4 separate regions of the Mus musculus genome follow, and all the other regions are linked to region 1. Evidence: chromatin contacts called from public promoter capture Hi-C data. All regions are on one chromosome and are shown on one strand. Each heading gives the region's core, a stretch centred on a gene start, on an enhancer-like site or on the middle of the called end of the contact. The rest is flanking DNA. Distances are from core to core; before and after follow the strand shown.

Region 1 (3,601 bases), core at 762-3,261:
CGCAGCTCATCATACTACAAGAGAAGGGACAAGGCCCGGGGAGGTTAGTTCCCCAGGGCTCAGTCTCCTTACCCAAGGTCACACAATGTGTACTTCAGTATTCAAGGATCCCAGCCTTCGCAGAATCACACAGAGCAGTCCAAGCAGGCATGAGAGTCCTGTTCAGGACCCCAAAGGGACATCTAGGAAGGAGTTGGATGGCTAGGAACTGAGGGAGAGATAATGGCAAAGAAGCATAGAGACAGAGATGTTGGGGGAACCAGCCAGGGAGGGAGAACAGCGAGGAAAGCACAGGGTCTGACAGGAGGTACAACCTGGAAAAATCCAAAAAATTCACCTGCATATGCACAGCTTCTTCCTATTTATTTTACAAGTGTATGTTTTATTTTTGTAGTATTGGGTTCCAGGGCCTGGTGCATCCTAGCCAGGGGCTCTACCACTGAGCCACGCCCCCAGCCCCTCACTGGGGGATTCAAGGCAGGGGCTCTACCACTGAGCCACGTCCCCAGCCCCTCACTGGGGGATTCTAGGCAGGGGCTCTACCCCCGAGCCACGCCCCCAGCCCCTCACTGGGGGATTCTAGGCAGGGGCTCTACCACTGAGCCACGCCCCCAGCCCCCTCACTGGGGGATTCTAGGCAGGGCTCTACCAGCTTTGTTTGGTTTTGAGATAGAATCTTACTTTGCAGCCCATGCTGGCCTGGAACTCAGAGCAATTCTCCTGCTTTGACCTCTGGAGTGCTATTACACTACACACCTCTGAATGTCTTAACAATTTATCACATCCAACATGTAAATTCACCATACCCATATCCACACAGAGTTGGGCACACAGCCGACATGCACATGCATGTGATACATATGCACATGTATGCTATAGGGTAGGTTCTCCAGAGCATGCAGGCTTAGAGCACTACACCCCGAATTGCAAGAGACAACTACACACACACACACGCACACACACACAGAGAGAGAGAGAGAGAGAGAGAGAGAGAGAGAGAGAGAGAGAGAGAGAGAGAGAAACATTCACATATACTTACACAGAGAGACAGAGACAGAGACAGACAGACAGTCAGTCAGTCAGTCAGAGCGCACCTAGCACCAAGTTGGAATTGAATGAATGAGGAAATGAAAGACATTTAGCACAATCAGACAACAGTCAATAAATACATTTGGGGGAGGGTAACCCTATTCTACCATGCAAACAGTCCCAACCAGAAACAAGAGTATAGGAGCCAGATTTCTGGGTCCTCCTGTTACGGAATCACAATGGGGCAGCAGGACCTTTGATCTCCAGGTAGAAGACGGTTCTTAGCAGTGGGGAGACTGGGGCGCCAAGAGGCAAAGGGCTCACTGGTATGAGGCAGAGGGTCCTGTGTTCTCCAGCCGACCTGGGCGCACTGGGCCATCTGGGTGGCTGTCACTCCTCTTTTGCTTCCGCAGGCTAACTTCTCTAAGCATCCTGAAGTGAATTCACCTGCTCCCAGCTGCCCACCGTGAACCCAGACGATGGGGTCTTTACCTCCTGCCAGGTTCGTCTCCAAACCTCCCTACACTCAGGGCTCGCATCTCTCCCCTGCTCTCCCTTGTCTGGCAGCTTGGTGAGATGTCCCACCCCTAACCCCAGGGTGGGTCTCAGACAACAGAAGCCTGGGGAAAAGCAGACAGGAAGAGGGTAGAGATGGGGAAGACCCAAGAGATAGAGGGAGTAGGGGAGGGGGGGTGAGGGGGAGAGAGTGACAGAGAGGAATAGAGGGAGGGGCAGAAGGAACTCTAAGGGGCAAAAAGGGACATTTAGAGGCAGAAAGAGGCTCAGGGCGGGACGGCACAGTCACCTACCCTCCGGGCCATGAGCCGGCGCCGCCTGTCCTGGGCTCGGGAGGTCACGGCCTGGAGCTCATCGCGGCAGGAGGTCCCCGAGGTCCCCGCCGGGTGCCAGGGTCTCCGAGTGGCCAAGACCCGCGGATCGCGGCCGAGGGTGGCGGCGGCTCCTCCGCTCACACGGGCCCGGCCTGTGTCACATCCGGAAGTTCACGCGGAGACGCTTAACCCGCTGTCTGCCGGAGCGGGGCCTCCTCCCGAGCGGCCCCTCTCCTGTCTTGTCCCTCCCCTCTCCTCTGAGTCCCCTCCTCCCTCTCCTTCTCTGCCTCCCCTTCTTCCCTCCGTGCTGTCCCCTCCCTCCTCCTCTCCTCTTCCTGGACTCCAGGTCTGCCTCCACCCACCTTGGCCTTTGTATGTCAGATTCGCGGGGTCTTGTGTCTGGAGCTTCCCGCGGTCCCCACCCTCCCTCTTGGTCCTCACTGCTTCTTGCTCTCTCCCTGCCTGGCCGCCAGGGGTCTGCAGTAGCTTTTTGCCCCTCCTCTCTGGTCACTCTTCTGTCTCTGTCTCTCCTGTCTAACCATGAGACGGGATTAAAGCAAACCAGGCACAGGAAAGAACCAAGCTTATATTTTCGTTTGTCTTCTTGCTCCGTTTCTGTCCCTTGTCTCCCCTGGGGGGACAAGGGGGCTGTCGGCCCGAGGCTCCAGTGTGTGTCTAGAAGTGGCAAAGTATTGAGCTGCTGTGCTTCCCTCAGGGATGTGTGTGCCTCTGTCCTTCTGAGCCCTGTGTTCAGGAAGGCCCTTAGCCTGGATGAAGCCCTCTCAGCTGCCCCTAGGGGAGCAGCCTGGGACCTCCGAGCCTTGCGGGGGTGGGAGGGTGGGGGTGGGGTGGGGTGTAAATCGTGGGTCTAGCCACTGAGGCGGTGCAGACAAAAGCTGTCAGTCAAACCCCAAGACAAGCTTTGGAGTGAAATTCCAGTGGCAAAAAGTAATTGTGCCGGGTGTGTGTGGTACTCAGGGAGACTGAGGCAGGAGGAGCATGAGTTGGATGCAAGCCTGCTTATACGGTAAGATTCTGTCTCCAAAAACCAGAGGAAAAGAGGAGGATGTGGGTTGGGGGAGGAAGAGGAAGGAAGGAAAGAAAGGGAACCTGAGAAAGGGACAGAGAAGGGAACAGAATCAGAGAGAGAGAGAGAGAGAGAGAGAGAGAGAGAGAGAGAGAGAGAGAGAGAGAGAGAGAGAGAGAGCGCAGAGAGTGGAGGCAGCTGAGAGCCTGCTCACTGACTCTCTCACTGTTGGTGGTGTGAGCCCCGCTGGGCTAGCTGGAGGTACATTTTATGACTCCCATAAACAGGCCTCGCACTCCTTCATCTTCTCTGCTGGAAATAAAACAAAAGCCAGGGCAGGGGTGACAGGTGGGGAGGGCCTGAGAGGCTATGGAGGAGGGAGGACCCTGCTTCTTCTCAGCTCCTCTTATTGTCCTGAGTGTGCCCCTCTTTCTCCTCACCCTGTTCTGTCACCTGGGACACCCACAGATCCTGATGGAGTCCAGACCTTTCTCTAACATGCCTTTCACTCTCTGCAACAAACCAGGGCTCTAGATTTCAGGGGGCCTTGCCTGACTGTGGGCTTATCACACTGAGTGGGGTCCCCCTTCAGGTTTCCCCACTTTGGCCCTTTGAGGCTGGCGGGGAGTGGGGTTAGCTACACACATGTACCCCAACATAGGTACTGTGAGGTAGAAGATTAATCGAAGTAACTTTCAATTAAATGTGTAAAGAC
Region 2 (3,601 bases), core at 288-2,787, 210 kb before region 1:
AGTCCACTGGTTGGTCTGGAGCTGCTATGTAGATCAGCCTAGCCTCAACTCACAGATCCACCTGCCTCTGCCTTCCAAGTGCTGCTATTAAAGGCATATTAAAGGCATGTGTAACCATACTGGGATTTATTCTAATTTTTTTTTTTTTTGAGGTAGAGTCCTGCTATGTGGTCCAGACTGGCTTTGAACTCTGTTTTTTTTTTTTTAAAGATTTATTTATTATTATATCTTAGTACATTGTAGCTATCTTCAGACACACTAGAGGAGGGCATGTGGTTGCTGGGATTTGAACTCAGAACCTTTGGAAGAGAAGTCAGTGTTCTTAACTGCTGAGCCATCTCGCCAGCCCCAGCTTTGAACTCTCTCTCTTTTTTTAAAGATTTATTTATTAATTTTATTTATGTGAGTGCACTGTAGCTGTCTTCAAACACACACCAGAAGAGGGCATCAGATCCCATTAGAGATGGTTGTGAGCCACCAGGTGGTTGCTGAAAATTGAACTCAGGACCTCTGGAAGAGTAGTCAGTGCTCTTAACCACTGAGCCATCTCTCCAGCCCCAGCTTTGAACTCTTTTTTGTTTGTTTGTTTGTTTGTTTGTTTTTGTTTTTTGAGACAGGGTTTCTCTATATAGCCCTGGCTGTCCTGGAACTCACTCTGTAGACCAGGCTGGCCTCCAACTCAGAGATCTTCCTGCCTCTGCCTCCAGAGTGCTGGGATTAAAGCTCTGGGCAGCCATCATCACCCAGCATCAGCCTTGGTTTTTGACCCAGGATATCTTCATTGGGATATGGGTTTGTTGGTTAGATAAGTGTGGGTCTGAGCAAGGCCCAGAAAACCTTCTCCCAAGTGCTGGGATTACAAATCTGCACTACAAATTTGTTTGTTTGTTTGTTTTGTTTTTGTTTTAAATAGGAATATAGATATTAAACTCAGGCAAGCACTTTACTGAGCCATCTTTTCAGTCCTTGACGGTTTTGAGACAGGATCTCATTCGTAGTAATTCTCCTACTTCAGCCTTGTGAAGGCATGAATGCTGGGATTACAGGCACGAGCTCATAAATTTAGGTTTGCTTCTGTTAACAGGATCTCATGTAACCCAGGCTGGCCTTTAACTTTTGATTCCTTTCACTTATTTTTGTCCAAAAGCTGTGATTACAGGCATAGCCCACCATGATCAATTTGAGTCTTGCATCTTACATAAGGATTTGAGAATGTGTCAGGAGAGGAGAGGGCAGAGAGGAGTCCTTCCTCTTTTTCTGTCCAGGAGGAAAGTCTAGCTTTCTTTTGTTTTATTTTTTTCGCCTCAATAGGTAGTGAGCTCCATGTGTTGTTATTTTAAAGTAGTATCTTTATTTCACCACACCATCGATGCTGGAATCCCGGTGACAACTCGATCCAGATCCGCTTCATAAATGACCGCGTGGACATCCTCGAGGAATCAAAACACCCGCCACTTTTCTTTTTTTTTCTTTTTCCTCTCCGGGATTGATTGGCGTCTCCATCACGTGATGGGGCAGCGAGCGGGCCTTGGAGTCTTCGGTATCCACGTGGTCTCCCGCAAAGCACGGAGGTGGCACTGCGCAGGCGCGGCTCTCTGCGCAGGCGCAAGCGCGTCCCCGGTGCACGGACTCGCTGCTGGCGGTTAGCGAGAGCGGGAGCGGGTGAGCTGAAAGCCGGCGCCATGGTAGAGAAGGAGGAGGCTGGCGGCGGCGGCGGCGGTGGCATCAGCGAGGAGGAGGCAGCGCAGTATGACCGACAGATCCGCCTGTGGGGACTGGAGGCCCAGAAGCGGTGAGGGGCGCCGCGGGCATCCTGCGGGCCGGCGTGTGGGCCCTGAGGGAGTGGGTGCGGCCCTGTTGTGGAGCGGAGGCGGGATTGCTGCACTTGGGTTTCCTAGTGCTTCAGAACTGACGAATGGACGGTGTTTCTGCAAAGTACCGGAGGTGGAGATGTCCCCTGTGTAGTATTGAGAGTGTCCTTGGAGGAGGCGGGGGAGAGGGAGGATTTGAACTTGAGGCTCCCTCGGTGTCAGTACCTGGTGATGGTGGGATTTAGGTGAGGCTTGTAGGGTCTAAGTGGGGTGAGCATTAGTGCAAAATAGGGGGGTGGCGGGCTGAGCTCATTAATTTCTATGCATGGGAACCTGTGTTGGACGCCCTGGGGACTTGACAAACCCCACAGGCTCCTCTAGAGGAGTGCTTGAGGGCAAGTCCTGACAAAGGGACCCCTGGAGAGGCGCAGAGTGGCCCAATTTATTCAGCACACAGCTACAGACGTTGGGTTGTTTGTTTGTTTGTTTGTTTTTCTTTCCCCTTCCCCCAGACCAGGTTTCTCTCTGTGGCCCTGGCTGTCCTGGGCCTCGCTCTGTAGACGATCTCAAACTCAGAGATCTGCCTGCTTCTGCATCCCGAATGAGTACAGGGATTAAAAAGGCACGTGCCATCACGCCTGGCTTCCTTAACATATTCAAGTTATAAATTATATTTTGTGGGGATATGGTTGTTCATATTTTTAATTCTAGTACTCCTGAGGCAGAGGCAGGAGTATGTCTGTGAGTTCGAGGTTAGTCTGAGCTATGTAGTTCCAACACAGCCAGGGCTACCACAGTGAGATCCTGACTCAAATCAAAACAAACTCCAAAGGTAATTGTTTTTATAGCTTAGGCTGGCTTTGAACTTGCAGAGATCTTACTTGTCTTAAGTGCTGAGATAAATACATGCATCATCACACATTGGCTCCCTAGGCATTTTTGGGGGGAGCATTTTTTGGGGGAGAGGTTTTAGAATTTTATGTTTTGACTTCTCTGTACGTTTTCCATGGTGTTGATGTGGATGCCAAAGGACAACTTTGTGAAGTCAGTTCCTTTATGTAGATTTTTGAGGTCTAAACTCAGGTTGCCAGGTGTCCCCCAGGCATTTGAGACAAGCACTTTACTTGGTGAGGCATCTTACTTGGGCTCCTTGAGCATTTTTTATTGAACTAAATAGGCTCCTTCCCAACTTGAAGCTTATGTTTTGATGGGGACTAAGAGCAATATTCATAAATAATAAAGTTCCATAGTGATAAGGCTCTAGGGTAGTGTCGTACATACACCTGACATTGCAGCACTTAGGAGGCTGAGGATGGAGGAGTGGGCTCAAAGTTAATCTTCAGTACAGAGTAGTTCAATGCCATCGTGAGTTGTACAGGGACACCTAACCTCAAAAACCAAAACACGGGCTGGTGAGATGGCTCAGTGAGTAAGAGCACCTGACTGCTCTTCTGAAGCTCCGGAGTTCAAATCCCAGCAACCACATGGTGGCTCACAACCATCCATAACGAAATCTGACACCCTCTTCTGGAGTGTCTGAAGATAGCGACAGTATACTTACATATAATAAGTAAATAAATACAATCTTAAAAAACAAAAACACTGTCAGGCATGGTGATACAAGCTTTGATCCTATCAGAGGCAGGCTAGGTCTACATAAACACCCCAATCAAACCAGAAAGCTGGACATTGTAATCCCAGTATTCAGGAGGCTGAGGAGGGAGGGAGACACCATATAAGCAAGATGTGTTAGTGCATGTCTGTAATCTTAGCCCTTGAAAGGTAAGTGC
Region 3 (3,601 bases), core at 366-2,865, 190 kb before region 1:
GCCTAATTCTCACATGACAAGACCTGCAGTGTTTTTACTTACTACCGTTTTCAAGAGAAAGATGGCAGACGGTATTTATAAAACTATGAGCTGAATATATGGCCACGATTCATTATATTTTTATTCTCTTGCTTGCTCTCTCATCTCAATCTCTCAAACAGCATCTGAATCCTACCTTGCCACTGAGTGATACAGTTGGGCACAGCTTCCTGCTAAGCAGTGCTCCTATTGTTCAGCCTCTCCAGCAAGTCATTGGTATTTCTCTGGCCCACAAGTTTCTTGGCTGGTGCACACCTTAATCCCAGCATCTGGGAAGCAGAGGCAGGTAGACCTCTGAGTTCAAGGCTAGCCTGATCTACAGAGTGAGTTCCAGGACAGCCAGGGCTACACAGAAAAACCCTGTCTCGAAAACCAGTGGGGGAGGGGGACAACGACGACAACCTTTGAAAGGGGCAAATGTGTTCTCGCCATCTCCTACCCTAGCCACCCAGCAGCTTTAGAAAGGTCTGATTCTAGGAGTGCAATGAATTGCACAGTTAAAACAAGAGCAGGCTGGGCTACTCTTAACATGAAATTTCCACAGCACAAGGAGGAATTAGGTTTGGCTCTTTAGTTTTTGATTCTTCAAGAATGTTTGCAAAGCAGTCTCTTTGGCTTATGGGAGCTTGCTTATGCTAGGCAGTTTACTTACGTTCTTTTCCCATTATCACATCAGGGACAGCTAGTTTAAAAATGGCTAACTGATTTATCAGATCTCTCCAGGGACCGTGATGAGATTTGAGCTCAGGCCTCATTGATTCAAAAACTTTTTTGCTCTATTTTGGTTGTATATTTGTTTTGTTTATCAAGGCAGGATTTCTCTGTAGCCTTGGAACTCACTCTGTAGACAAGGCTGTACTTGAACTCAGCCTTTTGCTCATTACATTCCAGTGATGTGACTTTCAAACTTGGCTTCCTCCCATTGTCTCTTCTAGAGAGAAAACCAAAGTTGCCAAAGTAAGCCAAGGAGTGGAAGATGGACCTGAGGCCAAGAGAGCAAAGCTTGATTCATCAGAGACAACCATGGTCAAAAAGGTAAGCGAGAGAGCTGAGGTTGGAAACCCTGGGGCCTCGTAACTGCAAATGAGGGAAGCCTGGAAGAGGAAGTTCGAGAGTGGGTATAGCTACTGCTGATTCCAGGCAGCTCTCTCCTCCCGAGAAAATGGGTTTATATTCCAGATCCTTCACTGTTCTGACAGCCTCTCAAATGATCAAGTACTCTTGTGCTGCAGCACCGTGGTAGCCAGATGACAAGCTTGTGTAACTGATTTGGCATAAAAGCCATCAGTTTTGACTTCTAGTGTCACATGTGTCATGTGACAGTGACGTATGAGACTGGAAGTGGGTCTTAGACCTGAGTGTGGAGTTAGACAGTTGTGAGCCACAGTGTGACTTGAGATGCTCAGTAATAAAGTGTTTCCTGTACAAGCGCGCTGAGCAAGTCACCCCAGACGGCTTGTGCCTGTGTGACAGTGCCCGGGAGGGAGACGAGCGGTCAGTGTAGTGAGCACCAGGTTCAGTAAGAGCTCCTGTCTCAGAAAGGTAAAGAGCTGGGCTGGCACTGGTTATTGTAGAGGAGGATCTGTGTTCCCGTGGCAGTAAGCCCAGCGTGGTGACTCAGGCCTTATCATCTCAGCATTTAGGAAGTGGAGACTAAGGATCAGAAGTTCAAAGCTCCAGTTCCAGGTTAGCTTGGGCTACCTGAGACTTTGTCCCCAAACCAACAGAAAGGTCTTTAATATGTGGATAGTAATTGCTGGTGTTGTGTGGGTCTCCCCCCCCCCCCCCAAAAAAAAACAAAACAAAACAAAACAAAAAACCATTGGGCGTAGAACCTGGGGACTTAGACATGTGTTTGGGTCTAGTGCAGTGTTTAATCTCATTTTAGAGAAAGCAGTTAGGAAAGCAAACAGAAGGCAATGGTTTCTTTAGCCGGTGTTAGACAAGAAAATCTTGTACTAGGGAAAGCAATTTGAAGTGGCTGGTATTGGTTTCACAAAACTGAGAAATAATGGGACCAAACCCATATTTAAGGAAAGCCGTTGGTTGGAACATTCATTTAAAGTTTCATTGAGGGTTAGAGGTTCTGTGCAGGTTCCACAGCACTGGGACTAAGTTTTCTAGCAAGACAAAACTGCATTTTCTGTCCCTTACTTTTGTGTTTGTGTTGGGATAGCTTTATCTGTGAGCCTGATGCCGAGGAATTATTAAGCTCTAATTTTAGTGTCTATTCACAGGACTGTAATTACCCGGAGTGAACAAACCTGGAGTCCTTTCTTTTTGAGGCCCAGTCAGGCTTTCTCTGCTGGGTTGCCTGAGTTTGGTGGGGAGAGACATTGTTAACAAATGGAGGAACACAAAAGGAGCTTTGTGGGCGGCTCTGTCAGTTTATAAATCACACCCTCTTACAAGTGTGACACTTGGCCCTGGTGTGAAGGGTTTTATGGCTTAAGGGCCTTCTCTGATTGAGGCCCACATTTTGCATTCATATGGAAAAAGCCCTTGCTTTGTTAGCCATTCACAGCTGGAAGTTTCCCTGGAATCCCTTCTGATGATGCCCACTAGGGTGGATATGGAAGCTTCATTTGGGAGCCACTTTTCTGTCACTATGAGGAGAATGTGGGGACCCCAGGCCAGTACTTGGCAGTCTTGGTGTGCCATTCCTGAGCGCTCTGCCGGCACTTTGCCCTTTGTGCAATGTCTTCCTTACAGAGGGCAGAAATTGAAGATATCAAAATATTCCCCAGCTGACATTGTTAGTCAGCTGTTACAATGGGACTATTCAGCTGGGATTCCAACCCTGAGCTCTTGAGGGCGCACAGCATGCAGCACATTCCTTCTGACAATCCCCTGGATTCCAGACCTTGGCTTTGTGTCTCACCAAGAACACAGGGCAAGGACAGGGTGTGGCAGTGTTTGGCCTTGTGGCTTTGCCACCTGGTAGTAACAACTTCTCTATTTGGAGAGAGAGGGCCTTGGGATTTTATTTTACTTATTTATAATTTTTTTGAGTGTGTCAGTCCTGGCTGACCTGGAACTCAGAATGAAGACCAGGCTCACCCAATATCTTCCTGACACCAGGCCAAGTGGCCCTGTGATTTTGAAGTTTTGTCTAGTTAAATTCCTTCACCCAGATTTTAAGGTTTCCTAAATTGTACAGAATAAGTAGTTGGGTTCTATTCAGATTGCAAGATGGGGTGAGGGAAGCAGCTACTTCCTGTTTCCTGTGAAAGGTGTCTGTCAGAGTCCCCCTCTCCTCCCACTTGTCCTAGGTTCAATCAGTTGTTGTAAAACCACTTTGGGTTCAAGGTACATGGTGTGCTCCTAAATTAGAAACATCAGAAAACAAAGAGGAAAAACAGAGCTTGTGGTTTTCACACATCTAGGAAGTTGGGTCTTTTTAACACACGTAAGCCTGTGATAAATAGGGCAGTAGGAGAGGCCCAACTGGAGGCAGCTGGCACTTGGGTTTGTTAGCATCTTTTTGGTACTTTGGTTTTTAAGTTGCATGTGTTTACTTTGTGTGTGTCTGTGTCTGGGGCCTGTTAAGTATTACAGGCAG
Region 4 (3,601 bases), core at 519-3,018, 180 kb after region 1:
TGCTTCCCCTAATTGCCCTCTGGGAACCCACCTGGAGACAGTTGTTTGCAGAGCTTGGGCCAAGCCAGAAGTAGAGTGCAGGATTGGTGACAGTCAAGCCCTGCAGACCCTTTGCCATCTGTCGCAGGCAGCATGGACCCAGGAGAGGGCCTGTGCTCCAGGGCTTCTGACAGGTGCTGTATCTCCATCAAGTGGGGATTGCCTGGAAGGTGACCTAGCCAGAGCTGTTGTCCTAACTTTCCTGCCATGTTACTCCAGTTTTGAAGCCATAGAGAAGGCTGAGGGCCCAGAACAATCTATGGGAGTTGGTTCTCTCCTTCTACCATGTGGGTACCCTTGTTTGAACTCAGGGTACCAGGCTTTATCCACTGAGCCATCTCACCACTATGATTTTTGTTTCTTGAGACAGAGTCTTGCTATGTAGGTCCAGGCTGGCCTCAAACTCACCATCCTCCTGCCTCTGCATTCTAGGAGATGGGATCACAGGTGTGGGCCTGTCTGTGTGGCCAGACATTTTATTTTCTGATGAGTTCCTTATATGAAATGTCCCCTGGACACTTGTCAGCCATAGAGGCTATAGAGTGTCTGGCAGAGAGAGTCGATGTATGAGGTGAGCGCCATTAGTGACCTCAGTGAGGGGGCACTAGTATATCTGAGATAAGGTACCTTTGCCAGAAACCAAGGCCCTGCATTGAGTGGTTGATGGAGCAGTTGTGCCCACAGGCCTACGGGAACCTGACCCTTTATCCCCCAGGACACAGATGGCATGTTTCAGGGACTATTGTGGCTGCTTAATACAACACACCTGTTTCAAATAATAACTGGCCATAGGGCCAGAAGTTGTAGCACACACCATTAATCTCCATCCTTTGGAAGCAGAGGCAGGCCTTTATGAATTCCAGGTCAGCCAGGGCTACAAAGTGAGGGCATGTCCGTCCATTATCCCCTAGCCCTCCTCCCCACTTCCAGAAAAAGGATAGCCTCTAGAAGGCTGGTGGTGTTACAGCAGTGGAAAAGCAGCTGCCTGAAATTCCCCCATGTGAGGGACTGGGGGCGTGGCTCAGTGATAAAATAATCACTTAATTCAAACATAATTATCTGGGCTCATACCCTAGAACCAAGAATAATGATACAGAACCAGAACTGGGTATTTTATATTAAGCTGAAGTATCAGTAAGTGATTTGGTACAGTGTGTGCCGTGGTGTTACATATGTGTATGCACACCATAGACCTTGTTCTTCCAATAGTATGTAAGATTGCTTTGTGTGCCTTTAAACTTGTGGTTTTCTATCTTTCTTCCTCCTCTCTCTTTTTGTTACCCCTTTAAAAACTTAATAACGGGGGCCTGTTCTGGTGGGACACAGTACAGTCCTGGCATTGGGGGCTGAGGTGAGAGGAACTCAAGTTCACAGGCCAGCCTGAGTTACATGATGTGCTTTGTGGTAAGTAAACTAGTTAACAATAGTCCTTAGCTGTAATCCAGTTTAGCAGCAGTGGTTGTTTACTTCTTTTTAAGTTGTTTTAAAACATAATCTTATGTAGCCCAGGTTTACCTACAACTGTCCATCCTCTTGCCTCAGCCTCCCCAGTGTCAAGATTATAAAAAAAACGTGTTCCCTTGTCTTTCCAGACCTCCCGCTCTTTCCTGTCCTCACTCTCTTCCAGGCTCTTCCCTTCCTCCATCTCTCCCGTCCCTGTCCCTCCATGCATGTCTTTTGCCAGCTGATAACCTTCCTCACTCACAGCTTCTCTCCTTTCTTTCCACAGCTGGCCCCACAAAGGACATTATCAAAGTCCCCAGCCTGGGGCCCTGTGTAGACCTGGAGTGGCCACCGCACCCTTCCCTTCATGATTCGTTCATAGCACAGGTAACCAGGGAAGACCCTCAGTTCACTCTTGGAGGTGCAGTTGTTCCTCTGGGTACTTGTGGGGCCCACTGGCATCTGACTTGCAGAACCTGGTTTAGCGGCCTCCTTCAGTCCCTCCTCTCCAGCCTACATCCCCATGTACAGAGCTGTAGGAAGGGTGTCCCTCAAGCTTCACCTTTTCTTTCATATTCTATAATGAGACAATGTGAGTGTAGCTCAGTGGTAGAGCCCCTGCCTAGAATCCTCCAGTGAGGGGCTGGGGGCGTGGCTTAGTGGTAGAGCCCTGCCTAGAATCCTCCAGTGAGGGGCTGGGGGCGTGGCTTAGTGGTAGAGCCCTGCCTAGAATCCTCCAGTGAGGGGCTGGGGGCGTGGCTTAGTGGTAGAGCCCTGCCTAGAATCCTCCAGTGAGGGGCTGGGGGCGTGGCTTAGTGGTAGAGCCCTGCCTAGAATCCTCCAGTGAGGGGCTGGGGGCGTGGCTTAGTGGTAGAGCCCTGCCTAGAATCCTCCAGTGAGGGGCTGGGGGCGTGGCTTAGTGGTAGAGCCCTGCCTAGAATCCTCCAGTGAGGGGCTGGGGGCGTGGCTCAGTGGTAGAGCCCTGCCTAGAATCCTCCAGTGAGGGGCTGGGGGCGTGGCTCAGTGGTAGAGCCCTGCCTAGAATCCTCCAGTGAGGGGCTGGGGGCGTGGCTTAGTGGTAGAGCCCTGCCTAGAATCCTCCAGTGAGGGGCTGGGGGCGTGGCTTAGTGGTAGAGCCCTGCCTAGAATCCTCCAGTGAGGGGCTGGGGGCGTGGCTCAGTGGTAGAGCCCTGCCTAGAATCCTCCAGTGAGGGGCTGGGGGCGTGGCTTAGTGGTAGAGCCCTGCCTAGAATCCTCCAGTGAGGGGCTGGGGGCGTGGCTCTGGTGGAGCCCCTGCCTAGAATCTTGCTATGAGATGCTAGGGGTGTGGCACAGTTACAGAGCACCTACGAGGCCTGCAGCATCCACAATAATGAGAAAGAAAGGAAAGGCCAGGAAGATAGTTCAGTTGGTAAAGGAGTTAGTTCTCTCTGTCCTGAGCTATAAGTTTCCACAACTCAGGAACTGTGGTCCTCATTGTATCCAGTTCATGATATTGCAATGGAAAGACCAACATGAGGCCAGTGGATTGATGCACTGGAAGAAGGGAAAGATGAATGGATCTGTTTGCCTGGGCATTTCTAAAGTGCATAGGAGTTTAAAAAGACAGTGGAAACAGAGAGGCACTTAGATGATCAAGTGGATCTGTAATAGGAGATTAGTTAGGATAGGAGGACAGATTCTGGAAGGATAGAGAGGAGGGGACAGAGGCTTAGAAAGTCAGGTGGGCACTGAGGAGAGATAGCCCAGGACCCATATAAAGAGCAGGGCATGGAATCCCAGCGCTGGGGAGGTGGAGACCACAGGATACTTGGGGTTAGCTGACTGGTTAGCCTATCCTAATTGGTGAGCTCCAGGCCAATGAGAGACCCTGTCTCAAAAAGGCGGACAGTGTGGAATGTGGAGGGCCCTTTGGATGAATGTTTTAGGGCTGAGGGGATGTGGTTAGATGCTCTGAAGGAGTGGGTGGCTGATTGGCAAGAAGCAATTCTGTATGTTGGGAGGCAGGTGGGAAAATGCAGACAGCATCCATTCCTCTTGGGGTGCAGGGGTGAAGCAGCCTCTTCCTCCTTCCGGAGGGCTGACCACGCTAATCTTTGTCGTGGGCTCTGACTATGCT

The links. Promoter capture Hi-C pulls out the DNA fragments that hold promoters and counts their contacts. Capture Hi-C pulls out chosen DNA fragments and counts their contacts.
Region 2: a promoter capture Hi-C map of liver shows a contact between it and region 1. The contact joins the promoter of Sae1 here to the promoter of Meis3 in region 1. A contact is called at or near these places in 3 of 39 promoter capture datasets (cranial neural crest and liver), 16 of 484 Hi-C or Micro-C datasets (B cells, the Ba/F3 cell line, DN3 thymocytes and 11 more), 1 of 115 datasets of contacts at active chromatin or transcription factors (the HPC-7 cell line) and 3 of 9 other capture datasets (adipose tissue, liver and pancreatic islet).
Region 3: a contact with region 1 is called in a promoter capture Hi-C map of liver. The contact joins the enhancer-like site here to the promoter of Meis3 in region 1. A contact is called at or near these places in 16 of 39 promoter capture datasets (the 3T3-L1 cell line, 3T3-L1-derived adipocytes, the C10 cell line and 11 more), 19 of 484 Hi-C or Micro-C datasets (B cells, the Ba/F3 cell line, DN3 thymocytes and 12 more), 3 of 115 datasets of contacts at active chromatin or transcription factors (the HPC-7 cell line, T-cell acute lymphoblastic leukemia and pancreatic cancer cells) and 2 of 9 other capture datasets (adipose tissue and liver).
Region 4: a contact with region 1 is called in a promoter capture Hi-C map of embryonic stem cells, with 21 read pairs. The contact joins the promoter of Bicra here to the promoter of Meis3 in region 1. A contact is called at or near these places in 9 of 39 promoter capture datasets (the C10 cell line, the HPC-7 cell line, cranial neural crest and 5 more), 2 of 484 Hi-C or Micro-C datasets (bone marrow-derived macrophages and microglia), 2 of 115 datasets of contacts at active chromatin or transcription factors (bone marrow-derived macrophages and microglia) and 2 of 9 other capture datasets (adipose tissue and liver).

What each region holds. Positions count from the first base shown.
Region 1 is chr7:16,173,805-16,177,405 of GRCm38.p6, reverse strand. Meis3 (Meis homeobox 3) reads right to left here and starts at 2,011. Exons shown (of 13, transcript NM_008627.4): 1 at 1,839-2,011; 2 at 1-14. The coding sequence starts at 1,850.
Region 2 is chr7:16,385,832-16,389,432 of GRCm38.p6, reverse strand. It overlaps Sae1 (SUMO1 activating enzyme subunit 1), which reads left to right and starts at 1,537. Exons shown (of 9, transcript NM_019748.3): 1 at 1,537-1,792. The coding sequence starts at 1,683.
Region 3 is chr7:16,364,280-16,367,880 of GRCm38.p6, reverse strand. Sae1 (SUMO1 activating enzyme subunit 1) reads left to right here. Exons shown (of 9, transcript NM_019748.3): 5 at 975-1,074. Among named protein-coding and RNA genes, the nearest start is that of Sae1, 22 kb to the left of the region's middle. Within about 2 kb of position 1,615, at least 128 of the 459 cell types and tissues checked have an H3K27ac peak or open chromatin away from gene starts, as enhancers often do. A contact at or near this core is called in the HPC-7 cell line, Th1 cells, adipose tissue and 4 more, where this site is marked.
Region 4 is chr7:15,997,662-16,001,262 of GRCm38.p6, reverse strand. It overlaps Bicra (BRD4 interacting chromatin remodeling complex associated protein), which reads left to right and starts at 1,768. Exons shown (of 14, transcript NM_001081418.1): 1 at 1,768-1,869.